7 separate regions of the Mus musculus genome follow, and all the other regions are linked to region 2. A link is a contact called in public Hi-C, HiChIP or PLAC-seq and promoter capture Hi-C data. All regions are on one chromosome and are shown on one strand. Each heading gives the region's core, a stretch centred on a gene start, on an enhancer-like site or on the middle of the called end of the contact. The rest is flanking DNA. Distances are from core to core; before and after follow the strand shown.

Evidence for each region. Promoter capture Hi-C pulls out the DNA fragments that hold promoters and counts their contacts. Hi-C and Micro-C count contacts between places; a contact is called where the count stands out from the background. HiChIP or PLAC-seq counts read pairs in DNA pulled down with a chosen protein or histone mark. Capture Hi-C pulls out chosen DNA fragments and counts their contacts.
Region 1: an H3K27ac HiChIP or PLAC-seq map of trophoblast stem cells shows a contact between it and region 2, with 6 times the contacts expected there. The contact joins the enhancer-like site here to the promoter of 1700028E10Rik in region 2. A contact is called at or near these places in 8 of 39 promoter capture datasets (the 3T3-L1 cell line, cranial neural crest, embryonic stem cells and 4 more), 1 of 15 datasets of contacts at CTCF or cohesin (large pre-B cells), 2 of 484 Hi-C or Micro-C datasets (the C2C12 cell line and epidermal suprabasal cells) and 21 of 115 datasets of contacts at active chromatin or transcription factors (the SCID.adh cell line, T-cell acute lymphoblastic leukemia, astrocytes and 18 more).
Region 3: a contact with region 2 is called in a promoter capture Hi-C map of liver, with 4 times the contacts expected there. The contact joins the promoter of N4bp2l1 here to the promoter of 1700028E10Rik in region 2. A contact is called at or near these places in 11 of 39 promoter capture datasets (the 3T3-L1 cell line, the C10 cell line, cranial neural crest and 6 more), 1 of 15 datasets of contacts at CTCF or cohesin (large pre-B cells), 7 of 484 Hi-C or Micro-C datasets (CD4 T cells, cerebral cortex, embryonic stem cells and 2 more), 10 of 115 datasets of contacts at active chromatin or transcription factors (T-cell acute lymphoblastic leukemia, astrocytes, cardiomyocytes and 7 more) and 3 of 9 other capture datasets (adipose tissue, liver and pancreatic islet).
Region 4: a contact with region 2 is called in an H3K27ac HiChIP or PLAC-seq map of T-cell acute lymphoblastic leukemia, with 10 times the contacts expected there. The contact joins the enhancer-like site here to the promoter of 1700028E10Rik in region 2. A contact is called at or near these places in 3 of 39 promoter capture datasets (the C10 cell line, hippocampal neurons and pre-B cells) and 3 of 115 datasets of contacts at active chromatin or transcription factors (T-cell acute lymphoblastic leukemia, effector CD8 T cells and memory CD8 T cells).
Region 5: a Hi-C map of uterus shows a contact between it and region 2, with 4 times the contacts expected there. The contact joins the enhancer-like site here to the promoter of 1700028E10Rik in region 2. A contact is called at or near these places in 1 of 39 promoter capture datasets (hippocampal neurons), 2 of 484 Hi-C or Micro-C datasets (embryonic fibroblasts and uterus) and 5 of 115 datasets of contacts at active chromatin or transcription factors (the 230-238 cell line, the NIH/3T3 cell line, T-cell acute lymphoblastic leukemia and 1 more).
Region 6: an H3K27ac HiChIP or PLAC-seq map of T-cell acute lymphoblastic leukemia shows a contact between it and region 2, with 13 times the contacts expected there. The contact joins the enhancer-like site here to the promoter of 1700028E10Rik in region 2. A contact is called at or near these places in 7 of 39 promoter capture datasets (the 3T3-L1 cell line, 3T3-L1-derived adipocytes, the C10 cell line and 4 more), 1 of 484 Hi-C or Micro-C datasets (cerebral cortex) and 5 of 115 datasets of contacts at active chromatin or transcription factors (the NIH/3T3 cell line, T-cell acute lymphoblastic leukemia, cardiomyocytes and 2 more).
Region 7: a promoter capture Hi-C map of hippocampal neurons shows a contact between it and region 2, with 4 times the contacts expected there. The contact joins the enhancer-like site here to the promoter of 1700028E10Rik in region 2. A contact is called at or near these places in 4 of 39 promoter capture datasets (the C10 cell line, hippocampal neurons, liver and 1 more), 2 of 15 datasets of contacts at CTCF or cohesin (embryonic stem cells and large pre-B cells), 3 of 484 Hi-C or Micro-C datasets (embryonic fibroblasts, nephron progenitors and pro-B cells) and 4 of 115 datasets of contacts at active chromatin or transcription factors (T-cell acute lymphoblastic leukemia, astrocytes, embryonic basal ganglia and 1 more).

The regions. Positions count from the first base shown.
Region 1 is chr5:150,705,225-150,708,425 of GRCm38.p6, reverse strand. All of the region lies in intron 1 of Pds5b (PDS5 cohesin associated factor B), which reads right to left. It also overlaps the pseudogene Gm24630. Among named protein-coding and RNA genes, the nearest start is that of Pds5b, 33 kb to the right of the region's middle. Within about 2 kb of position 1,610, at least 27 of the 459 cell types and tissues checked have an H3K27ac peak or open chromatin away from gene starts, as enhancers often do. A contact at or near this core is called in extraembryonic endoderm stem cells and trophoblast stem cells, where this site is marked.
Region 2 is chr5:151,366,603-151,370,219 of GRCm38.p6, reverse strand. It overlaps 1700028E10Rik (RIKEN cDNA 1700028E10 gene), which reads right to left and starts at 1,545. Exons shown (of 4, transcript NR_045700.1): 1 at 1,364-1,545. It also overlaps a transcript of Stard13 not described here.
Region 3 is chr5:150,592,176-150,595,813 of GRCm38.p6, reverse strand. It overlaps N4bp2l1 (NEDD4 binding protein 2-like 1), which reads left to right and starts at 1,289. Exons shown (of 5, transcript NM_133898.4): 1 at 1,289-1,550. The coding sequence starts at 1,378.
Region 4 is chr5:150,619,151-150,622,468 of GRCm38.p6, reverse strand. It overlaps a transcript of N4bp2l2 not described here. Among named protein-coding and RNA genes, the nearest start is that of N4bp2l1, 26 kb to the right of the region's middle. Within about 2 kb of position 1,583, at least 56 of the 459 cell types and tissues checked have an H3K27ac peak or open chromatin away from gene starts, as enhancers often do. A contact at or near this core is called in T-cell acute lymphoblastic leukemia, where this site is marked.
Region 5 is chr5:150,464,944-150,468,353 of GRCm38.p6, reverse strand. Fry (FRY microtubule binding protein) reads right to left here. Exons shown (of 61, transcript NM_172887.2): 52 at 1,913-2,110; 53 at 1,408-1,569. Among named protein-coding and RNA genes, the nearest start is that of Gm5, 36 kb to the left of the region's middle. Within about 2 kb of position 1,938, at least 126 of the 459 cell types and tissues checked have an H3K27ac peak or open chromatin away from gene starts, as enhancers often do. A contact at or near this core is called in astrocytes and uterus, where this site is marked.
Region 6 is chr5:150,538,816-150,542,022 of GRCm38.p6, reverse strand. It overlaps Brca2 (breast cancer 2, early onset), which reads right to left. Exons shown (of 27, transcript NM_009765.3): 11 at 1-3,207. Among named protein-coding and RNA genes, the nearest start is that of Gm25284, 7.0 kb to the left of the region's middle. Within about 2 kb of position 1,857, at least 8 of the 459 cell types and tissues checked have an H3K27ac peak or open chromatin away from gene starts, as enhancers often do. A contact at or near this core is called in T-cell acute lymphoblastic leukemia, where this site is marked.
Region 7 is chr5:150,435,507-150,438,842 of GRCm38.p6, reverse strand. It overlaps Fry (FRY microtubule binding protein), which reads right to left. Exons shown (of 61, transcript NM_172887.2): 44 at 1,511-2,142; 45 at 35-132. Among named protein-coding and RNA genes, the nearest start is that of Gm36299, 30 kb to the right of the region's middle. Within about 2 kb of position 1,557, at least 22 of the 459 cell types and tissues checked have an H3K27ac peak or open chromatin away from gene starts, as enhancers often do. A contact at or near this core is called in hippocampal neurons and liver, where this site is marked.

The DNA.
Region 1 (3,201 bases), core at 361-2,860, 660 kb after region 2:
AGGAGTAAGGCTGTCTCAAAATAGGATGAGGAGGAGGATGTAAGATGAACTGAGATTCCAAGTCTGAACCTTGAGGAAATAAATATATTGATAGGGAGAAATGCAGAAAGAGTGTCAAGGAGCATAACAGATACAAACACCTGGGATCAAGAAGGCTGTCTGAAGACAGAGGCTGATATATAGTGGCAATTACTTTAGCGAAAACACACAAAATGACCTCAGCAAATACTTCCTTGAACTTGGTTGGATGATACTTCTTTTTAGATCTATTTATTTACAAATATAGAAGGCCTCACGAATTTGCTTGTCATCCTTGCACAGAGCCATGCTAGTATTTTCTGTATCATTCCAAGTTTAGTATATGTGCTATCAACGTGAGGAGGGATATTTAAAAAAAAAAAAAAGTTTTTTGGAAGACAATGTCTAATCACAAGGTAAATAAAAAGAAAGTGTGAAGAAAGGAAGCAATGTGAGTGGAAGTCTGTGTTGTTGAGCCCAAATATAACCTCCATCTCAGCCACCATGGCCACTTTGTTCATGTGCCCATTGAGCAATGTCAAGGATGTCTGGGGAAGAGGCTGACTGACTAGAGAACGGGTCATCCTATCCATTTGATTACTGAACTCCTCCTCAGCTGAAGTCACCTTTTGATAAGCATTAACATGGAACACAAATATCTTCACATCCTTTGCCCACTTGGAGAGATCTATCCACATACTTCTTCCCCAGATGTTTTCTCACCAATTTTCCAATTGTGATCTTTCCAAGTCCCTGACCATCTAGCCAATCCATTGGCTACAGCCCATGAGTCAGTGAATAATCGTACATCTGGCCATTTCTTCTTCCAAACAAATTGTAATACCATGTGTACTGCTAGAAGTTCTGCCCACTATGAAGATTTCCCTTCACCTGTGTCTTTCAGGGTTGTCCCAGAAAGGGGTTGTAATGCTGCAGCTGTACACTTCTGGGTGGTGCCTGCATAACGTGCAGAGTCATCAGTAAACCCTGTCCTAGTCTTCTCCTCTTCAGACAGCCAGTCATAGGGAACACCCCATGAGGCCATAGGCACATGCTTGATAGTAGATAGCATTGTAACAGGAGGAGAAACCATAGGCATTTAGAGCAACTTCTTCATGTAACTTGCTTGTGCCTTCACAACCTGCTCGGGCCCAATCACGTATATACCACTTCCATTTGATAATAGACTGCTGCTGTGCATGTCCTACTTTATCACTTGGAGGGTCTGGTAACACCCAGCTCATGATGGGTAGTTCAGGTCGCATAGTAACTTGGTGTACTACTGTCAAACGTTCAGTTTCCACTAAGGCCCAATAGCAGGCCAAGAGCTGCTTTTCAAAGGAAGAATAGTTGTCTGCAGATGATGGTAGTAGAGCTTTGCTCCAAAATCCCAAAGGTCTCTTCTGTGATCCACCTACAGGGGCCTGCCAGAGGCTCCAAACAGCATCTCTATCTGCCACCAACACCTCAAGTTCCATCGGGTCTGCTGGGTCATATGGCTTAAGTGGTAGAACAGATTGCACAGCAGCCTGGACCTGCTGAAGAGCCTTCTCCTGTTCTAGGCCCCACACAAAGCTAGCAGCTTTCTGAGTCACTTGGTAAATAGGCCTGAGTAACACACCCAAGTGAGGAATGTGCTGTCTCCAGAATCCAAGTAGACCCACTAAATACTGTGCTTCTTTCTTGGTGGTGGGAGGGGCCAGGCAAAATAACTTATCTTTCACCTTAGAAGGAATATCTCTGCATGCCCCATACCTCTGGACTCCTAAGAATTTCACTGAGGTAGATGGTCCTTGAATTTTGGTTGGATTTATTTCCCATTCTCTGATACCCATATGTGTTACCAAAGAGTCCAAAGTGGTTGCTACTTCCTGCTCACTTGGTCCAATCAGCATAATGTCATCAATATAATGCACCAATTTTGTGGAAGAGACAAGATCCCTTCTAACTAAGTTATGACACAGGGCAGGAGAGATAATATATCCTTGAGGCAAAACTGTGAAGGTATATTGCTGGCCTTGTCAACTGAAAGCAAATTGCTTCTGGTGCTCCTTATGGACAGGTACTGAGAAGAAGGCATTTGCTAGATCAATAGTTGCATACCAAGTACAAGGAGCTGTGTTAATTTGCTCAAGTAACAAAACTACATCTGGTACAGCAGCTGCAATTGGAGTTACTACCTGATTTAGTTTTCTATAGTCAACTGTCATTCTCGATGATCCATCTGTCTTTTCCACTGGCCAAATAGGAGAGTTAAAGGGACAAGTGGTGGGAACCACCAACCCTGCATCTTAAGTCCTTGATAGTAGCAGTAATTTCTGCAATTCCTGCAGGAATACGATACTGTTTTTGATTCACTATTTTCTTTGGCAGAGGCAGCTCTAAAGGTTTCCTTCCATTTAGCCTTTCCAACCATAATAGCCCTCACTCCACAGGTCAGGGAACCAATGTGAGAATTCTGCCAATTTCAGAGTATATCTATCCCAATACATTCTGGAACTGGGGGAATGACCATAGGATGTGTTCAGGGACCTAGTTGACCTACTATGAGTCAGACATCAGTCAAAACTCCATTAATCACCTGTCCTCCATAAGCTCCTACTTTAACTGGAGGACCACAATGTTTCTTGGGATCTCCTAGGATCAGTGTCAACTCAGAACCAGTATCCAACAGACCCCTGGAAAGTCTGATTATTTCCTTTCCCCCAGTGTACAGTTACCCTTGTAAAAGGCCATAGGTCCCTCTGGGGAAGAATTGGGGAAAGGCTAACAACAAAACTTTTAGCTATCTTATCAAGATCCTTTCTCAGAGGAACCTGGCCACACCTTCACTCAAGGGGTTCTGGGTCTGCAAACTGGCTCAAATCTGGAATTGATTCACTGGCTGAGATTGCCTTTTGCCACGATCCAATGTAGCCTTTCTTTCATTTGAGAAATTTTTCTGCTTATACAGATCAAACAGATATGAAGTAGGCTTCCTATCTATTTTATGCCTGGAAACACTGACTGATTAGCCAGTACCAAATGTCCAAAGGAGTCATGCCATTATAAATTTCACCTCTCCTGTGCTGACCATTATGGGGTATGTCATTATAAACATTGTTTTGTCTACACTGTCCATTATAATAACTACGATCACCTTGTCTCTGGCAATTCAATGCTGCCACCTGGCCCTTGTTATCT
Region 2 (3,617 bases), core at 296-2,795:
ACAGAGAGCAATGCATTTTACTGATGGTTAGGGTCAAATGCCATTGTCAAACTCAGAATACAAAAACTTATTTACGCGCGCGCACATACACGCGCACACACACAAACAGAAAGCATTAAAGCATTCTGTACATTTTAAATGACACAGTAGGGGTAAAGGGCAATGACTTAGTGAAAAGAAGAAACTATAAAGAAGTTACAAAAGGAAAGGGATTTTTAAAATGTTACCTTCCTGGGTGTAAAAATTTAAATGTCTGTTGAAGTGATTTTTTGAGTTACTATTTTCAAGAAACTCTGAAGAACAGAGATGACATAATTGAGAAATTTTGTATACCTGGTGTTACAGCACCCTCTACAACAGAGTATATTATATGAACTTGCTTCCCGAATGTGTGACTGTACAAACTTTATGGTTTTAGCGCTTAGTTTGCTCCCTTGGCACCTGCTAGAAAGGCTACTAATCTGTCGGGTTAATGTGTCAAAACAGCAATAACAGCGAAGAGCTCTCCTGAACTCTTTAAACTATTCCAACTGTGGGCCTTAGTCACCTAGCTCTCCTTCCATATCACCTCTCCCAGTTCTAAACTCTAGTGAACTGGCCTCTTAAAAGCCTTCTGAACTCAAATGCATGCACAGGTAGGGAAAATACTGCTGTAGTGGGGGAGAAAGGTCCAGAGACAAGTGACCGCAGATCTCTGACTTCTAAGGGACATCTCACTGGCTCGCACTGTGCATCTTGATACACAATAACTCACAATAGCTAACAGTGCTCCAAGTGTATTACATCTGGACTTTTTTAAACATGAATTCTTTTAAGAGGAAAGTTATGTTCACTTTCTAGCTCTGGTGGAAACTCGTTTTCCCTTATCTAAAGGAAATACGGCATAACAGCCACAGCGTTAATTTCACAGTTCTGAGATGAACCTGGTGAGACTGTCTTGTTTTAAAAACCTATTATCATTCTTCTAATGTTTAATCCCCGATACTGCTCGTTTTCGCAACACCCCAGCTTAACAGACGTAATGGAGCAAAAGCTTTTCTCCAACACAGGCTAACGAAAGGCTACAAAGTAAAGCCTCCTCTCTGCAAAGCGGGACATGGAGGACCTCGGTCCACGCCGAGTGAAGAACCGAAGCACAGTGCCCAGAAAGGAGGAAACAAAAAAGGAGAGCCAGTGGGGCAGGAACTGTGTCGCCAGGACTTGAAAAGACGGGAAAAGGCCGGTTTCCTCCCGCGTGAGGTCCGTTCCCGCTCCAGACTCCAACCATTTCCGCTCAGGGTAACCGCAAAACCCTTCCCGCGCGGGAACTCGGTGGAGGAGGAGTCTTGGGTCCCGCCCTTCTGGCGGAGCGCATAAAGCCTACCCCGGCCGCCGCGGTGTCTCTGGAATGTTCTGAAGGGAGGAAGCGCGCCCCTCCGCAGTCCGGGGAACACTCGGCGCCAGATGGCGCTACCGCACCGAGAGCCAGAACCTGCGCCTCAAGGGAGCTGGGCTGAGACACCACCGGAAGTGAGGGCTCCGCGAGCCTCCTGGCCCGGATATCCAGCCTTCTAGCGTGTTCCCGCGCGGGGGCGGAGCTACAACCGGAACCGGACTGCGAACGCGGGGCCTCGTGGCGGAAGAGCCAGGAGGGGCCTTGGAGGCGGTAACTTCCGCTGCGCGCGCCTGGTCTGGGCGTGCACGCGAGGGGCGGGGCCTCCGCGCGGGCGCGCGAGCGCTTGCGTACTAGGAGGGCGTTGTTGCGGGAGGCATGTGCTGATTTCTCCATCTTTGATCGCTTGCAGGCCTCGCCGGGCGGACATTAAACTGGTGTCTTAGCAGGTTTTTGTCTGTTTTGTTGCTTCCCTCTCACAGGAGTTGGTTTCTGGCTGTAAATTCAGTTTCTGGAAATCTCTGGAACGTTAGCGATGTACAAGGTAGTCTCGAGCTGCTTTCTCGCCATTGATTCCCAGCCAGTGTCAGTCCTTGCATCGTTACCCACTCGAGGCTACCCGTGACAGCTAATGGCATCTAAGGATTTGGAAAGGCTTATATTACGGACTTTTAAAGCGCTTAATTTGAGCTTTACCCTTTATTTTTGTCAGGATATTGGCACTCTGCATTCTGCGGTGTGGCTTTGCACAGAACCGTTTGTTGAGGGTTTGAACGCTGCCAGGGGAAAACTCCGCCCCTTTCCCACGTTGGCTGTGTCTGATCCAAACCCATTTTTAAGTAGCTGGACAGTACTTTACCCTGGTACATGGGCTTTGTTTTTATTTTAGTTGTATCGTGAGGACTATGAACTTGTATTGCAGAAAGTATTAGTGTCCACCTTTAAATATACATAACACTTTCGGCTGAAAGACAGTTTCCCAAAGCTCCCGAGTTTCCCAGGAATGTCTTCAGCTTTTGGTAGATGCTTTTAGGAATTTCAGAGGTCCTTGCTGTCAAAGATTTAAATAAAGTCAAACATAAAAAAGTAACAAAACATGCACGCTCGCACACACACTCACAAACACACAATTTTGTGTTGGCCAGTTACTTCTGGGCATGGGGCCTTCCCAGAAGTGTGGTTGATACTCCATAGGGGAAAATTGATTTTACCTTTCCCAGTATTATCAGTTATCAGTTGTACATGCCTTTTGGTTAGGAATGGAACTTTGTAATCTCTAACCCCTAGTTTGTACTGTTTTTTTTTTTTTCCCCCTTGCTTGAACCTGTTGTGAATGAAAACTCCTGGGGGTGGGGGGCCGGGTGTGGCAGAGACTGATTAGAATTTTAGTGCTGTAGCAAAATTGGAATGTTGCAGGTCCAGAGTTTAACTACCTTATCTTAGTCTAGTTTTAGTCTCCTATGTACTCCAACTGCCATTCCTTAGTCAGCTTTGTGTCAGAACTAAAATCCCATGAGAGATTTTTAAAAAGAATGAAATCTGTTGGCTGATACTAGCTTCTACCAACCTAAAAAACAAGAAAGTCATCAGATGAGACCTGTAAGAAAACCTGCCCCATCTTCCTGAATTGCCTTTATGGTATTCCCACAGATGTGTTTTACATGTCTCGATTCATTATTTTCTCTGTTCTGTAAAACTAAAACTGCTTCCATGTAGGAGCATAAAATTTGTGTTCCTGGGCCATGGTCACTAAAAATGGATCCTAAATAGACTATCTTTTATTCCCTTTAAGATGAGCACTCTTTTCTGCTTTGACTCTGTAGGTAATGTGTGTGTTGTCACAGTCTCTGTGAGTTTATACACATATCAGCCTTGGTGTGTCTGCATGATGCTATTTTTTTTTAAATGCTCTTTAAAGTGAGCTAATGGAGTAGAAACGTTAAGGTAGAAATTGCACAGGTGTGGCATCATGAGTGGAGAAAAGTGGATGATCTGCTGTAGGCAAATGAGAACCTGGTAACTCTGCCTTCATTTTCTATGCCTGTATCTTCCTCCTCCTCCTCCTCCTTACCATCATCATCATCATCATACTCATTCTCATCCTCCTGTCCTTTTTTTCCTGCGAGTCAGACTCCTGCTTAACTCTACAATAACATGCTACTCTGGCACCCAAGGAGAATCTGCTTACCCTGTCTCACTATTTTCATTTGAATGGTGCCATGTTACATTTATGTAAGGGCCAAGT
Region 3 (3,638 bases), core at 40-2,539, 770 kb after region 2:
ACCATCCACACCCCAAATGCTCCATGTTTCTTACTGGACAGCAGATGATTGGAATGAAAAAGAAAGTATTTGAGGCTGAGGGGAACCACGTTTGTAAACGTGTGCTAAGGGTATGCTCAGGGTGCAGGAGATTCACTTCCTCAAATGTGAACCCGGACGTATACAAGCTAAAGGTCACTGCTGTTAGGACAAATGTGTCTTCTCCATTCCTCGTGCTTCCTCTTAATGTGCACACAGAAAGAAGGACTAAAGAAGTAGCTTCACTCCGGGAGGGGAATTCCCGGGGGAGCAACCTGACTGCTCCACACCCCAACCCAGGGGAAGTCCAAAGCCAGCGAGATGCACAGGCAGCTGTCCTCCCTCCTTGTACACAGCCCCTTCCTAACGCGCTCATCAGGAAATCTCTGATTTTGACATAGGTTCTGAGTCTTAGAAAGACACTACTTCTTTCTCCACACTTCCTTCTCATAATGCTCATACCTTAGGTGCCAGACACAAAATGTTTTGATTTTTACAACAATTGTAGCCAAAGCCACCAATATCTCAGATTTTCTAGTATGCAAATTTTGAACAGTTTCATTCTGAAAACCAGGACCATTCTATTGCTTCTAAAGGGAAATACTGGAGAGTCACAGCCAGTGGGTGCTGCCAACTCCTGCAACTTGAATTTGGTTTTATATAAATGGTACCATGACAATCTCCCCTGCTATGTGGCAGCGGAAGGTGTTCATGAAGCCTCCTGAGTCCACCCGAGACCCAAGGAGTAACAAGAGACTTAAAAGTTGCATACAGCTTTTAAGGATAGTTTTGGCAGGCCGGTACCGGTACTAAGGAAACGTACAGGACCCTGAAGGAGTGTACCTCAGTCCTTGGGACCCCAGCCAGGTGCTGACTGATTCACAGGCAGTAGGGGAGACAACAGTCTTTACTGTGACTGCTCGGATGCGCTGGTCACATTCTCTAATCTCCCACGGAAAGTATTTACTTTCAAGGTCTAGGCCGGTCTGAAGTGAGATGAGGCAGAGCCGTGGCAGAGGGCTGGGCTTCCACAGTGACTGCAGGGAAACCTCCCACTGTGTCCCCGGGGCCAGGCCCCTTCCCTTGGGAAGGGCTGCGGAAGGCGGCGGGGGGCTGGAGGGAGCGCTGGGGGCTGCGTCACCCACGCTTCCCCGGGCTGTCAGACTCCCCGGCAGCGCCGGGGCCTCACAGGTAGAGACGCCCCCTCCCGCGGTTCGCGGGGCCGGGGAGGAGGGGCCGGGCTCCGAGCGCCCGCCCCTCCATCTATCACATGGCCGGAGAGTCACAAAAACAACAGCTTTGGCCAAGACCGTGACTTCAGGAAGGGAGCTCAGGGCCCTCGCCGCCAGCCCCCTCCCCATGGAGGACAGTTTTCTGGAATCGTTCGGGAGGCTGAGCCTCCAACAGCGGCAGCAGCAGCCGCCTCCTCGGCCGCCGCCCGCTCGGGGGCCACCTCCGCGCCGCCACAGCTTTAGGAAACACCTCTACCTCCTGCGCGGCCTCCCGGGCTCGGGAAAAACCACGCTGGCCAGGTAATGAGAGCGGCCTGGCGCCCACTCGCGCTCCTGCCCCGAGCGGCTCCGCGCGCCGCCCCTGCCCTTGCCCCGCGCGCCCGAGAGCTTTGCCGCGCGCCGGCCCGGGAGGACGGACCTCGGCAGTGCGCCTTGCGCAAGCCCCAAGACGCCGCCGCCGGCCCTTCCCCGCCGCGCCGGGCCTGGTGCCCACCCCTCCACCCCCAACTCCCCGGCAACCTTCGTCCCCAGCCCCGGGTCGGGGAGGCCCGCGGGGACTGCTCTTCGGGAAAAGCTGGTGGTGACTGCAGAGAAACCCGCTCCCCGCCCGCTGGCGCGCAGGCAGCCGCCACGGCGCCCACAGGCGCTGTCACCGGAGCGAGTTCGGGGATGTCCGGGTCGGGGGTCCGCGCGGCGCTGGCCGGGGGCCCGCTTTGAGATCTGGTGGATCGGCGCAGCCTGCGGCTGCTTTGGCGGCTGCGAAGGCGCACAGGTGCTCTGGGGAGGGGGGCGGGGGGCTGGCGGCGCCACCACCGACCGTCACTGACAGCCTCTCCGCGGGCGCCCAAATTCGATCACTCGCGAATTGCGTAAGCGGCCCTTCGGGTACCCGGGCAGAGAGAACTGCGCGGGCTTGCTGCCTGCTGCACCTTGCTAGGCCCACCGCTCCAGCCTGAACGCCCTCCACTTCCTGCCCTGCACTTGGTATTCCAGCAACGTTGGACTGTTTCTCTCTCCTTGCTGGGGTTGAGGATGCTGACCCTCCTGCCTGGCTTTCCCACCGTCACCCTTTGCCCGACTGGTCTCACTAGCCTTTTAAAACCGGTTCTATTACCTCCCCTCGCAGCTGCCTCACCCTGCCGTAGAAGCCGCCCGCCCTTCTCAGCGTCTTGGCTCCTGTTTACATCTCTGTGACTGCGCTTAGGTTTGCACACGGTTGCTTTTGCCTTCTGTGAGATACTTGAAGATAGGGGCCATGTCTTACCCTCCGTGAACGTTATCGGGCACACACTAGTCGATAGAAGCAGTCACTTGCCACCTGTGTGCTTGCTTCCCTTCTCATCAGATAAGGCTAGCCCTAGGACCCTGGAACCGCTGAAGAATCAAGGTAGCCCGCGGTCACATGCTGATTTCCATGGCACCAGGTAGTGATCATAGGGGGAGGGCCCGAATCTTTTGGATGTGGATGATGGGGAAACTGACACGGCCAGATAAGGGACTGACAATTTGTATTGGGGTTCTAGCTGATTTGTGGAGAAGCAGCCAGCTAACGAAAATTGCTACCTTTGCATCTTAGAGGGATAGATGACTTGCGAAGGCCACACTGGTACCCTTTTCTGAGACACCCTTCCGTAGGTTCTTTCCGGAAGCTCCTGGCAGTGGTAGGTTGGGTTCCAAGTGGAGAGCCTCCTTGGAACCCGGGACAACTTGGTTATTTTGTGATCCAGCAATTCACAGAGGGTACATCTGTTACCGGGTGTTTTCAGGATGCCAACCCTTGTTCGATCTCACTTTCACTTTGACAGCCTGTAAATTCTCCACACGCTCAAAGTCAGAGAAGGAAGTAACTTTTAGCCATGGCATCTCTAATCGCTGAGAGAGGAAGTAGTGTGAGGATCAGAGAATAGGGAAGAAAAGAAGCCGAGAGTCAGCACTGGAAAGCCAGGGCTTGGCCCGGGGAGCCTTTTAAGGGTCCTTTCTGTCTCTCCTTTTCTACACTTCTAGGATTTTAATTCCTGCTTGACATTTGACTAAGCAGAAGACATCGGACAAGAGAACATCTCATTAAACACCCGTAGGGACAGATTGGGTGAGCCCCGGCCTGAAGGCAGAAGCCTGCTGTAGATCTACCTCATCACTAGCTAGCTGCTGTCTTAAGCAACCATGACGCCTCTCTGTGACTACTAAGAGGTGATTAAGTTAGAGGGTTCAATGGGAATCTTTCTCGTAACTTCCTGTTGCCAGATCTAAAGAGTCAAGTATGGCTTCCTAGCCAAGCTCTGCCACTCACTGGAGATGTAGTCACTGGTTAGGTGACTGATTGGCAGGACAAGCCCTCGGAGTTACAGAGGCATTGGCTGTGACCAGAGGAGGCAAACCATGGACTCG
Region 4 (3,318 bases), core at 334-2,833, 750 kb after region 2:
CCCATGTAAAAAGCCAGATGTGGTCGTGTGCATTGGTAACCATGGTGGCTGTAGGGGTTGGTGATCAAAGAATCACTTGGGCTTGCTGCCTGCTGCAGGCTCAGTGAGAGACCCTGTCTCAAGGTAGAGAGAAAGAGAGAATGTAGGACACCAGTGTCCGCCACTGAATTCCTGCACAGCACACACATGTATACAAACAACATTTAAAAACAGTTATAATGAAATTAAGAGTGGATGTGTGGATGTGTGAGAAGTGGTTGACTAGAGGAGACAGATGATTGAATTAGACAAGTAATAGGCTGAGAAGGTGAGTGGGGAGTTATTGTAGGTTAGGTGTTCAGCAGGAGAGCACATTTGGGAAGGGAAAGATAGTCTGGGACATGATAAGCTTGAGCTACATTCTAGACATCCAGGCAGGTGCTGAATGTGTTCATAATCCAGAGAAGTCTGAGCTGGAAATACAAATGTGGGTAAGTGAGGGGAAGACAGGAGCATATTTGGCACATAAGGTAGGAGGCTTCTGTGAGTCTCAGCCTCTTCTGCTTCAGTAGAACTGACGAAAGAGGCTCTCTTCCCAAAACTTGGGAGTTCCCCTTACAGGTTCTATTTGTCACCCATTTGAAGAACTGCCAATCACGGTGTTTGAAAGCCGTGTTCTAGAGAAGTGATCAGAGTAGACCACCAGGAACCAGAAAAGAGGAACCACTGAAGAAGTCCTTGAAACTTTAGCAGCAGTGAGTCATGCTCACCTGTTTTAAACAGATACTACTCAGTCTAGTTAAGAGTAGATTTTGAAAATTTCCCAAGGTAGCAGTGGAGCTCAGTCAGTAGAGGGCTTGCCTGTTTATGTGCAACATCCAAGGTCAATACCAGCTCTCCACAAAACTCAGTGTGCTACATAACTGTAATCCCAGCACTTGGAATACGAAGGCTGGAGGATCAGAAGTTCACAGTTATCCTTGACCAAATAGCAAATTTGAGGCCAGTCTGAATTACCTGAAACTTTGTCTTTAAAAAAAAAAAAAAATCCACCCATATGCTAAAAGTGAAAAAAATTAAAAAACAGGTCAATACACCAAACTATACAATAATACTTTATCCAATACACCTGCAATTACTGTCAAAATCTATGAAGATTTTTTTTAAACAGTGCAATCACAACTTCTTTATCTTGTAAACAGTAGCAAAAGTCTTCCTGTGTTAACATCTGTAAGGTAACAATTTACGTTGCCCTGTAACAGCAGAAACAGTGCCTCTGGATATCTTACCAACTGGGAGGTTAAACACATTATATTGTTGTAAGGCTGAGGCACCTATTGGCATTGGTTTGGTAACTGCCTAAGACAAATGCAGGGAGGGGGTTACCCTAGTGAGTAAACATTTCTGACCATGTTAGTAGTGCAGTTTGCTGTTTCTCTGCGTTGGGGACTCCTGCTTCTCAGAGACAAACAAGGAAAAGGCTTGGGAACCTGATGTCCTGAGAAGTGGGTAAAGCCATTTCCAAAGTAAGGTTCATGTCTTCTACAATAGAGAGGGGAACAGAAACCGAGGAGAAACATCTGTTGGTGCTTTCTAGCAGAAGAAAGTAGGAACCACATCCAGAGAATGGCGCTCTTTTGATCGTGGTTAGGTGTAGCTTACTTCAGCTACTGCACACTTAATTGAGTTGACTATTTGTCTTAATTTTGGTGATCATAAATATCTCAAGGTACTGGGGTGAGACATCTGTCAGGGTGGCTTCTGTCACCTGGTGTCCCAGATCCTGTGACAGAATCACCTCTTAGTCTTCAACTCTCCAACATCCAGGCTAGGAGAAACTAAACGTGGCAGGACATGGTACACGCCTGTCAGCTGGCACACGGGAAGCAGAAGCAGAAGAGGACAAGTTACGCAGTGAGTTCAAGGCCAGGCTGGCACGTTAGTAAGACCCTGTCTCAAAAAAGCAAATCAAACAAGGAAAGGCGCTCTCGTAGTAACAGAGGAGAGGGCTTGCCTAGATTGTGCTAGGACCTGAATTGATTGCTTACTACCAGAAAAAGAAAACAACAATAACAACAAAACCTAAACATTTCTCTCTGAATTTATGTGACAGTTGAGTCATTAGTCTTTTTCCAGTCGCTGCCCAGTCATAACTTTTGCATCACACTACACCAGGGCAGTGAGAGAATAAAGAAGACACACAGACAGGCAGACCGATGAACAGAAAGCTGGGATCAGGTCGTCCAGACTCGTGGCTAGAAAAAGCACAGCACTTAACTCGGTGTGTTTATTGTAGTGTTGAGCAGACATCCAGAGTTAGTGCATACAGTTGGGCAAAGATGGAGGTGTATTACATACAGCTGAGCGAGGAGACAGGTTTATCTAATTTGGCAGGGGATGTCTGTAGAGAAGCAGTCTTTAGACAGTAAACATCCAGGGGAAGAAAGCTATTATAGACTTTTTTCTGCACACTGTCAACAATCCCATTTGGGCCCCAGTGAAGGCTTTGCCATCCTCTAAGCCTCACCCCAGGGGAGTGGCTATGGCATTCCTTCCTGGGTTGTGGCTTTGGGACCTTTGGCAGATCTAGTTCATGTCAACACACACATTGGCTTAGGGCTTCAGTCAGGGCTTTCTCCGCTTCCTACAGGATGGAGAGAATACATCTTGTTTTCTCCCCCCTCCTTTTTTTTTAATAGATTACTGATACTAAACATCATTATTGATTTCTCTTTGGTAGTATGTGACAGGCTACAAAACTGGACTGTTAGCTAAATGTATAGGGAGGGCTTCTCTTTCAGCTGTCAAGGAAGTCCTCAGAGGTAAATCCACTTACTCCTGAAGACAATGGAAGGGTGAGGACTTCGTGCCTCCAGGACTCCGGTCTTTCAGTCATTCTTTCCCATACCTGAATCTTGCCTCTGAGTGGCAGGTGAAGTAATGGTAGGTTTGATGCTTCATCGCTGTCAACCTGTCTGTGAAGAGAAATCTATAGGGGTTCTAAGGCAGTTATGTGAAGGTTGATTTTCTTCATGCATTAAAAACATGGAGCATGATTGAAAATAGACGCATTTTTAGCCACCTGGTTTTGTACCCACATTCTGACTTTAAATAAAAATATGAAACTCCTTTAGCTGTTGAAGGGCCAGGGAACTTGCCCTACTCAGCAGCATCCAGGAAGTAGTAATTTTGTAGCATTTTATAAATGAAGACTGAAGACAGGAACATACCATTCACATAGATGCTTTTAATTGGTAATCAGCTGTTGGGTGTGTAGCTCAGCAGTCATAGGTGTGAGCTCCAGTACCAAAGGAGCAACACCACATAGCTCCACACGCG
Region 5 (3,410 bases), core at 689-3,188, 900 kb after region 2:
TACCAAGTTCTGACGGATGAATCTATGTCTTTTCTAACACCGTAACTATATCAAATGCCATAGAATTTAGGTCATGAGAAAATGGAGGTGTCTTTAAAAGTGAGAGCCAATATTTTATTTATTTATCTATCATCTATCTATCAATCAATCATCTATCTATCTGTCTGTCTGCATTTAAAAGAAAAATGGAGAGACTTTACTCATGCCGAGAAATAACATGCTCAGCATGTCACATATGTTTTATGATGGTTTCCCAAGAAATTTAACTTAAAATGTCTTGATCTTGGGATTAATGTTCTAGTATTTTTCAATCTAGAACAAGAGTTTGTTCAGGGGGAGGGGGCTTTATTTTTTTGGCCAAAAACGAACAGTTCCAATGCCAAGAAATCCCAATTACAGTTCTTATTCTTTCCTTTGAGTTGGGGCAATCATAGAAATAATTCTTTTCAGCTCTAATATTATTGGTTCAAAGCTTTCAGGGGTTTCTTTTTTCTTTTTTCTTTTTTTGGTTTTTTGTCAGGGGTTTCTTGATTTCGGCATATTGTAAAATGGTATAGAAAGTGTTATAGCTTTCCTTTATCAGTATTTCTCCCCCCTACCCCCCCACCATATTTTTTTTCTCTTTCAAAGTTGCAAAACTATAGCCAAAATCAGAATCAGGAATGACTAATTCTATTCTAATAGTGATAAGACTATTTTGATATCTCTAATATAAAGAAATAAAATTCTACACTAAAGGTCATATGTGTGGTTACAACATCCAAATGAATGGTTTCATGGGGCAGGATATTTTCTGTGAATTTTGATAAACTAAACCTTAAGTAAAATATCCACAAGATTTTTTTTTTTTTGTCTTAAAGCCAACCTTTTAAAGTAGGGAAATTATATATTAGATAACTCTTCCTCTCAGGGAGTCCAGCTAGGAGAGTTTTATGCAGATTTGGCATAATTCTGTGTGATTGACATTAAATATTTCTATCGTTTGCCAAAAGGCAAGCACTGAATCAATGAGCAAATTGTATAATTGGTTCCTACTCGAGGAAAAATTCCCCCCCAGTGCTCGCGTACTCCTACGCCTCACTTAGTGAACTGTTTTATAAAAGCCACCACACTCCCAGCGCCACGACAGTCTCTCTCCACTACTTGCTTTTGCAGTCAGTCAGTGGTCAAGTATTTCATTTTACAAAGGCCTCAGGCCAAATCTCTCAGCCAAAGGGACGTCTGCTCAAGTTTGTGAGCATAAAACAACTTCAAAACACAGGACCGGGTGGGAGCTTCAGTCATTTCACTAAAACCAGAGGCGTAAAGCCCCTCCACTTTGAACCTCCCTCTACAAACTCTTAACAGGATTTTTTTTTGGTCTTTCCCCCCATGTCCTTACAATAGAAATTCCACAAATCTCTTCACCTTTGACCCCTCTGAAATCTGCAGATTATTTATATCAGGCAAAGAAGCCTCGAAGTTTGCCATTCTGGTGTTGAAGGAATGAGGGTCTGCGGGGGCGGAGTCACAGGCACTGGTCAGCAGCTCCATGGGATTCGCCTCCTCGGAGGGGGAGAGGTTCATGATCTGTTTAGAAGGCAAAGCAAAGAAAATGTAAAGGAAGTTCCTGTCAGGAGAACGCACATCACTGGTCCCCGGTACTTGGTTGACAGGTATCATTTTCCTAAGCTCTCTATATCATTGACTGTCATTAGCATATTAACGTAGCCGTGGGCAACCCCGTATGACCTGGCCTCAGGGTACCAAATGCCTACAGTGACCTACAGTGAAGAAGAGGTCAACAGCCATAAAGAGTTTATTTGGCTGGAAACCAAACTCCTGAGTTAATTTAAAAAAAAAAAAAAAAAAAAAAAGCAAACCAAACCCAAGGCTTCCTTCCCAACCCTCCAGTGGGAGAGTTCCTACTTACAAGGTCTGAGTGTTCCAGGATCTGGCTGGCTGTGAGGTCCTCCTCGGATGACTCATCGGAATCCTCGTGGCTCATCTTGTTTAGGCTGGGAGTACTTCTGGAGAGCTGGCGCTCCTCCAGGATCTGCATATCACACTTGTCCAGGCTGTCCAGGGAGCGCCTGCGCACTCCCCAGTTGAAGTTGTCCATACTCTCCCCCTGAAATCACACCACAAACGACTTTTCATGCCCCGGGTCCTCCTGCACACACACGCGCACACGCACACACCTTCACACAGTCAGTCCCAGCTTAGAAACAAACGAGGTCACCATCGACTCTCAAGCCCTCATCTGCTTCAATGCTCAGACTTCTGTTTACCAATAAGGAGACAAAGAAGCCAAGCTTTTCTGGAAATGTGTGTTACTTCCCAAGTAAAAGTGAAGACACACTTCTCTTTGATGTGTTAGTTATACATGTATACATATATGTATATATATATATTTTTTTTTTTTGAAACAAGGCCTCTTTGTATATAGCCTTAGATGACATGGAACTCACTTTGTAGACCAGGCTGCCCTCCAACTCACAGAGATCCATCTGTCTCTGTCTCTGTCTCTGTCTCTGTCTCTGTCTCTGTCCCTCTCTTTCTCTCTCTCCCAAGTGTTGGGATTAAAGGCATGCACCATCACACCCAGAAGGAAATACATATTTCTTTTTCTTTTTTTCTTTTTTCTTTTCTTTTTTTGAGAGAAATACATATTTCTTAAAGTCGATTTTGGTAAACCCTAGAAAATTTTGTGTTTTCAAAAATCTGTTCCAAAAAAAAGAGGGAGATTATTAATATTAAAATAACTAAAATTAGGGTGCACCTTCCCTCCCCCGCCAGCCTCTGTTTAGTTAGAGTTTTCTGGAGGGGAAGCAAGTGTGCTCAGAGCAGATTCCGGAATGCCTTGGCTGTTGTTAAGTAGAAGCGTGTTAGGTAAACACCCTAGACTGTTTTGCCACAACGGATTCCACAGAAAAATGCAGAGTTAAAAGTCTGTGAGAGCTGTGCCAAGTTTGAGGGGCTGTGCACTAATCGGAAGCCACAACTTGGCTTTTGCTTAAGACTCAAGTTTAAATTGCCCGAGCTGGGAAGTGGTTAAATTTCTTTCCTTGGCACTGAAGATTTCCTGCAGACTTGCCCATTCTGACTCAGTGAGAACAAGCATAGTCAGGCAAGGAAGTTTTAACTCCTGGAGTTGTAGCTCATATCTTCTCTACAAAAGCGCCAGGTATTAGATAAAATGAATGTGGGGTTCGGTTCTCTCGAATCAGGACTAAAGGACGATATCTACACTGTACTGACTGGTCCTGTGTGTCATTTGACACAAGCTAGAGTCATCAGAGAGGAAGGAGCCTCAGTTGAGAAAATGCTTCTATGAGATCCAGCTCTATGGCTTTTTCTAAATTAGTGATCAATGGCGGAGGGCTCAGCCCATTGTGGGTGGAGCCATCCCTGAGATGGTAGTTCTGGGT
Region 6 (3,207 bases), core at 608-3,107, 830 kb after region 2:
CTTCATGTCTGGCGGAACGTCAGAATCAATTTTATTTTTTAAGAAATATCCTGAATCATTATGCATGTCATCACAATGACAAAAACTAGACTGGGATAGATAGCTATGACACACATTAGGGTCACTAAGGAGGGTTGACACTTGGTTTTCAGAGACATGATTTGTATCAATTTCAGTTCTGATAATGACCAAACTATGTTCATATGAGGCATTTCCTGCAAAATCTTCTGTGTGTTCCTTTACACACTCAATTTTGATAGTATTTCTTGTTCCAAGCTTATCACCCTGTTCTCTAAGCCATTTTCTGCCTTTGGATAGAGAAGACTCTCTGACACAAGTTTTCCTACTGTCCTCCGTATAATATGCCAAAGCAGAATCTTCAGTGACTGGGTAAGAGGACTGACAAATACAGCAAATTCTAGGATTCTTTTCTACATTATTTTCTATGTTTTCTTGTACTTTGGAAGAGGTACCATTTGATGTTTTGAGATTTTCAGTTTGCCTATACATATGATAATTTTGCTGAGGTAGCATTTCAGTCTCCTTAGAGACAAAGTTCTGCATTTCTTCACATTTTGAGGCAGTTACTTCAATTTTCTCATATGCTAATGTAAGTTCTTTTTTACTGTCCTTCAGGGGTTTTGATCCTTGACTAAAACTGGCAGTTTTCCTAACATATTGTGTCTCATCAAAAAGGTTTTTCACTTTGTCCAAAGATTCCTGCATAATTTTGACTTTTTTCCCACTAGCTGTATGAAAACTCAACAGAGTAGGTTCTTTGGTACTTTCTATTTCATATTCAGGATGCTGCTGAGCTGGTAATTGACTGACAGTTACAATTGGGAAATGGTCTTCAAATACCTTTTTAATACTGATTGCTTTCTTGTGACATGAAGTATGCATTTTGTCCTTATTTATGCCATGGAGAATTTTAGAATTCAAAGAATCTGAAATGACAGTCAATTCATCTGTTTCCCGATTAAAAATATTCACACTTTTATTTAATGACTCTTTGGAGACTCTGGTATTTTTCCCACTTGCAGTCTGAAAGGATATATTAAACTCTTTTATATTTTGTTCCATCTTATCTGAAGGTAATTGTTTTTTATCTGAAGATTTCATACATGTTTCCTCAGCTTTCATAATTTCCAAACATGTTAAATCTGATATATTTTCCTTAATTTGTGTGTTTTCCTCTCTCGCATATTGGGTACATGACTCAGGACACTTACTGCCTTGATCGGCAGGTAAATCACTGTCACCTTTATGAATATAAACTGGGCCACTTGTACTTGACATACTACCATCAGAGTTTTCTAAATTATTTCTTTGAGAGCTAGTATAGCTATCTTCATGTTTTGTATTCTTTATGTATTTTTCAGGATTTCTGCCAACAAAAATACAGGTAGTCATTTCAATATTATTTTGTAATGTTACTTGGCACTTACTAGATTTTTCATCAAAACTTTTTTCAGTGTTTTGTTTCTTTATCTTAAACACTGAAGCAACAGAATCATGGTGTGCACTTGAAGAGAATCCTCTTGGTCCTACTTTTGCAGAAGGCTCCTCACTATTTTCAATGTCACTGAACAGTTTCATAGCTTTTCTCAGAGCCTCATTAGACACACTAAGTTTTGTGCCAAGAGCAGAACAAAATCCTCCAAACTCCATTTCATTTATATTTGGTAAAAAACAAGATGTATTTTTGTTACAAGTGTCTTCTAACAGGTGAGGAAAGCTTTGTTTAACTCCAGCCGAACCTTCAAATTGCTTGCTGTGATCTGTCTGACCTACAGAGGGATCCACTGGGAGGTGAAGATCAGTATCTTTCCACTCCTTAGAAGCGGTACTTAAAACAACCATCTGGTTTCCAGGCACTTCAGATGTATTCTGTGCTATGTGGCTTGGCTTTCTGAACTGTGTGAATTCAAACTGACTTCCTGATTCTTCCAAAATAGTAGACAGTTCTGTAATTTCTGCTTTTTGGCTGGTCGTTAAATTATTTGAATGAAAATCTTGCTTTGAAGATAACATCTGAGGTGCTGTGTCAGTATCTTCATGAGAAACAGATGATTGATTGTGAGACTGTGTAGATACAGTAGTAACTGATTTCAAATCAAATATATGAGGTTCACTTAGTTTCTTCTGGTTTGCTAATGGAAGGGTATTAACAATGTCAATACAAGCTAACCTAGTAGGATACTGTTCTTCAATATCTTTGAAGAACATTTTACTTTTCTTGACATTATGCTCTGAAAGTTTTATTTCTTTATTGGAAGCTGTTCTGAAGCTACCTCCAAAATTATGGTTCAAGACTGGATCCAAGAACTCTGACCATTTGTCTGAACAATCACTGTTCCCATCTGATTTCATATTCAAGGAGGAATTTGACTTGAAATCTTTGTCTTCGGTTCCTTTCTGGTGCTGCTCTATATTATTTCTGCTCTTCTCTGTATAATCATGGACCACAGCTAATGAATCTGAGTCCTTTGTAATCAACACTTGGGCTGCATGCGCATCATCTACATCTTCATCTACTGCCATGGGAGAGTTCTTGAGACTAGGCCCTTGTGTGTGGCTGAGGTCTTCTTCCTGGAGTTCCACTGAACTTCCTAAATCAGGCTTATTGCATTTATTAGTTACTTGAAAAGCAAAATTATTCCCACTGTCTGGGAAAAGTTCTTCAGAGTTCATATTGACTGCTACTTCTGAAATAAAAGGTGAGCCTTTTTGGTCCTTCTGTATGACTATTTTTGCATTTTGATTGAACTGTGACTTCATTGAAGAGGCCACTTCTATTATATTTTCACCAGGTGGCAGAAGCCCAGGAGTTTTAGAATTTTCACTTAAGATACATATTTCATTTACCTCCAAGATGTTTTTACTTAGTTCAATATTAACTTTACAACTCTCACATTGCAGTTTCTCTGGCATTTTACACATTTTCTCTCTAGAAACCATGTCTGCCTTTGACAGAGGTAGCTTTGAGCTGGGAGTTAATTTAAGAGTACTTGTTCCGTTGTGGTCACCAAGAGGGTTTTCCTGTGATTCAAAGCTAATGCTGCTGAGTTGCACTGCTGAAGGAAGACATGCTGAAACTAAGACTTTTTCTTTTCCATTGGAAACTTTTGGACTTTTTTGGTCATTTTCACATGTTCTTTCTGGCAAGCATAACAGAAAGTCAGCTTCTCGGGCTGTATATGGCTG
Region 7 (3,336 bases), core at 308-2,807, 930 kb after region 2:
GGCGCGGAGACTCTCTGACGGTCCTAAGGCATACCTGAGCGATCCTTTCAGCTATATCCTTACAGAACTGATTGGGATTTTCAAAATGCTGGATCAGTTGAGGCAGGAGACACAAGACATTCAGCGGAAATCCTGGATGAGAGAAGACACAGTGGCAATAGCTGAGTATTATGCTGTGACTGGTTAACAGTGGGAAGGAATATACTGATTTTATTTTGTTCGAAGGCTATGTGAAATTGGTCTTGTGGTTGTTAGAGTTGTTTGAGGCAGGGTTTCACACAGGCCAGAATCATCATTAAGGGTGACCTTGAAGTTCTGACCTGCCTGCCTCCACTTCTAGAATGCTGGGTTTATAGGTGTGTACCTCCATACTTGGTTGTATGTGGTACTAAAAATTGAATCTAAGGCTTTGTATAAGCTAAGCAAGCTCTGTCAGCTAAACCATCAGTTTTGTGGAGGAGGGTAAAGATGATCTGATAAAGAAATCTATGAAAAACACAACCAAAAGACACGGACTACAGGAGACACTGGAGTACACTTGAGATTTCAACATAGGATCGTCACCTGTTTGTGTGCAAGGAGAACTCACACAGATCTTACTGACATAGACTGACCTGAGCTGAAGCATCCGTTTAAGATTCTGTAAAAATAAAAATGTAAGCTGGATGTGGTAGCATACTCCTTTAATTCTAGCAACTTGGGAGGCAAGGGCAGGCAGATCTCTGTGAGTTCAAGACCAGCCTGGTCTACATAGTGAGTTCTGGGACAACCACAGCTATGTAGTGACCCTATCTTAAAAAACAAACACAAATAGCCGGGCGTGGTGGCGCACGCCTTTAATCCCAGCACTTGGGAGGCAGAGGCAGGCGGATTTCTGAGTTCGAGGCCAGCCTGGTCTACAAAGTGAGTTCCAGGACAGCCAGGGCTACACAGAGAAACCCTGTCTCAAAACAAAACAAAACAAAAAAACAACCAAAAACCAAAAAAAAAAAAAAAAGCCAAAAATATATTTAAGCCTTAGTCATGCAACAGCAAAGACCTTTCAAAAAATTATTGCTCAGCATGGCTGTTAAAACCTAATTAGTGAAATGCATTCTTAGTCACTTGCCATGGTATTAAAAAGCTGGTGTGTTGATTTTGCTTAATTCAGAACAATAAAAAGCCAATGCAATCTTTTCAAGAGGACAGAGAAGGGAAGAGAAAAACAAGATTTGGGAATTAGGAAAGAAATTTACAAGAGCAAGGAACTCAGTTGACAATGTTTGCAGTTTGACCCGAAATCATGAACACACATATATGAATACACATGCGAGAGCACACACGCATACACACACACACACACACACACACACACACACACACACACACACACACACACACAAAATTGCTGTTCCTGTTACTCGATTGCCAGTATTTAATACTGTAGACATAGACATATGGTATTAGCTTGTTTCTCTAAAGCTGAATGCAGCCACCAACAGGTCTACAGGCAGTGTGGCGCTGGCCTTACCAATAGCTTGGGACGAGTCCACCATGGGGACTTTGGACACTGATGTCAGCAAGCTGAAAAGCTGCAGGGTCAGGTCTGTGGTGGTGAGAGAGGTGAATCCCTTCAGGAGCAGCTGCTGTAGCCCTGGGAAGTCCGCCCACTTGAGCTGCGCCTGGAGTTTCTCCAGCTTTTCTCGGTTCTCAGCTTTCTCCAGCGGCATATGTGCCAGCAGTCGGTTCAAGAGCCGTAAGGCCATCAGGTATTCAAACTCAAAATCAGACTCCATCAGGGCCACCGTGACCCAGAAAATGGTGGCCAGCAGGTTGGTGGGGTGGCTTACGTGGGACGGGTCCGTGAGGCTCTCCTTCAGGGAGGAATTGCTTCTGGTTTTTGAGGAAAGGCCTTGTTGGGTACAAGCTTGAATTCTGTCCAGGGTGGCGCTCCGAGGCGGGTCTGAGGATCGGTCAACGACACCGAACTTCTTGGGCACAGAGAAGCTTCTCTGGTGCCGGCTTCGCTCTGCAGTCGTGGTGTTGCCGCTGCCGCCGCCGCCTCCGCCGCTGCCAGGAGTCCCGGGATTGACGTTCAGCTGTCCGGTGCTTTTCCTGCTCGCTGTCAGTTTACTGCTGGAGCTTAGGTCTGGCGATGAAGAACTAGGTACAAACAGAAGTGAAATCAGCGGAATGCCAGTGGGTACCACTGAAGAGCTGGCGCTCTTGTGCTCTGAGAAGCAGCTATGGGGGAGAATCCCTAGAGACCACCACCCTAATTGGGGCTAAGCAGGGCCAGACCTGGTTAGTACTTGGATGGGGCGGGGGCGGGGCATCTACTTTCTACTTAAATGGCTTTTAAGTTAAGGCTATGGGAAATAAACCTTAGCAAGAACAATCTCCAAAAACAGACACCCAATACAAACTTTCAATAATGGAAAATCTTAAAACTCCAGAGATGTAGCGAGCTTTCATATGCATTCTGTTTGAATTTGGATGGGAAGAATTATAAAATAAGACAGACCAGCAACCAAGCAAACACAAAATTTTTCTCCTCTTAACTTAGAACAGAATGTTGTCAAGAAGGAAGAAGGTAAGTACACACTGCAAAGGAAATATTTTTACACTTAGAAAATTTGATTTTCCTGCCCCCCCCCCCCCCCCCCCCACATCTGAGGCAGGGTCTCACTATGCAATCCTTGACAACTCAGAATTTATTATACTGATCAGACTGGCCTGAGCTTCCAGAGATCTTTCTTTTAACTGCACTCATACTGAAAACATCAAACTCTTTATCAGCAGTTTGTTTGGCTCCCTCCCTACCTCCTCCTCTCCCCCTCCCTCCCTCCCTCCCTCCCTCCCTCCCTCCCTCCCTCCCTCCCTCCCTCCCTCCCTCCCTCCTTCCCCAACCTCTCTGTGCAGCCCAGGCTGGCCTCAGCCTCAGTGCTAGGATTAGAGGTATCAGGCAATAGACCTAGCTTTACCTATTAAACTTTTACAGATTTAGAGATACGGGTTCATATAGTATTAGTGATCACACTAAATGTATAAAAATTGTTCAATTTAAAGATAATAAAATATGCTGGCAGTGGTGGGGCACACCTTTAATCCCAGAGCTTGGGAAGCAGAGGCAGGTGGATCTCTGTGAGTTCGAGGGCAGCCTGGTCTACAGAGTGAGTTCCAGGACAGCCAGGGCTACAGAGAGAAACCATGTCTTGAAAAAACAAACAAACAAACAAACAAACAAACAAAGCAAAAAATAAACAATAAAATAAAATAGGCAGGTGTAGTAGCTCATGCCTTTACCACTCACCCCCACACCCCTCCCAGGAGGTAGAGGCATGGAGATCTCTGAGT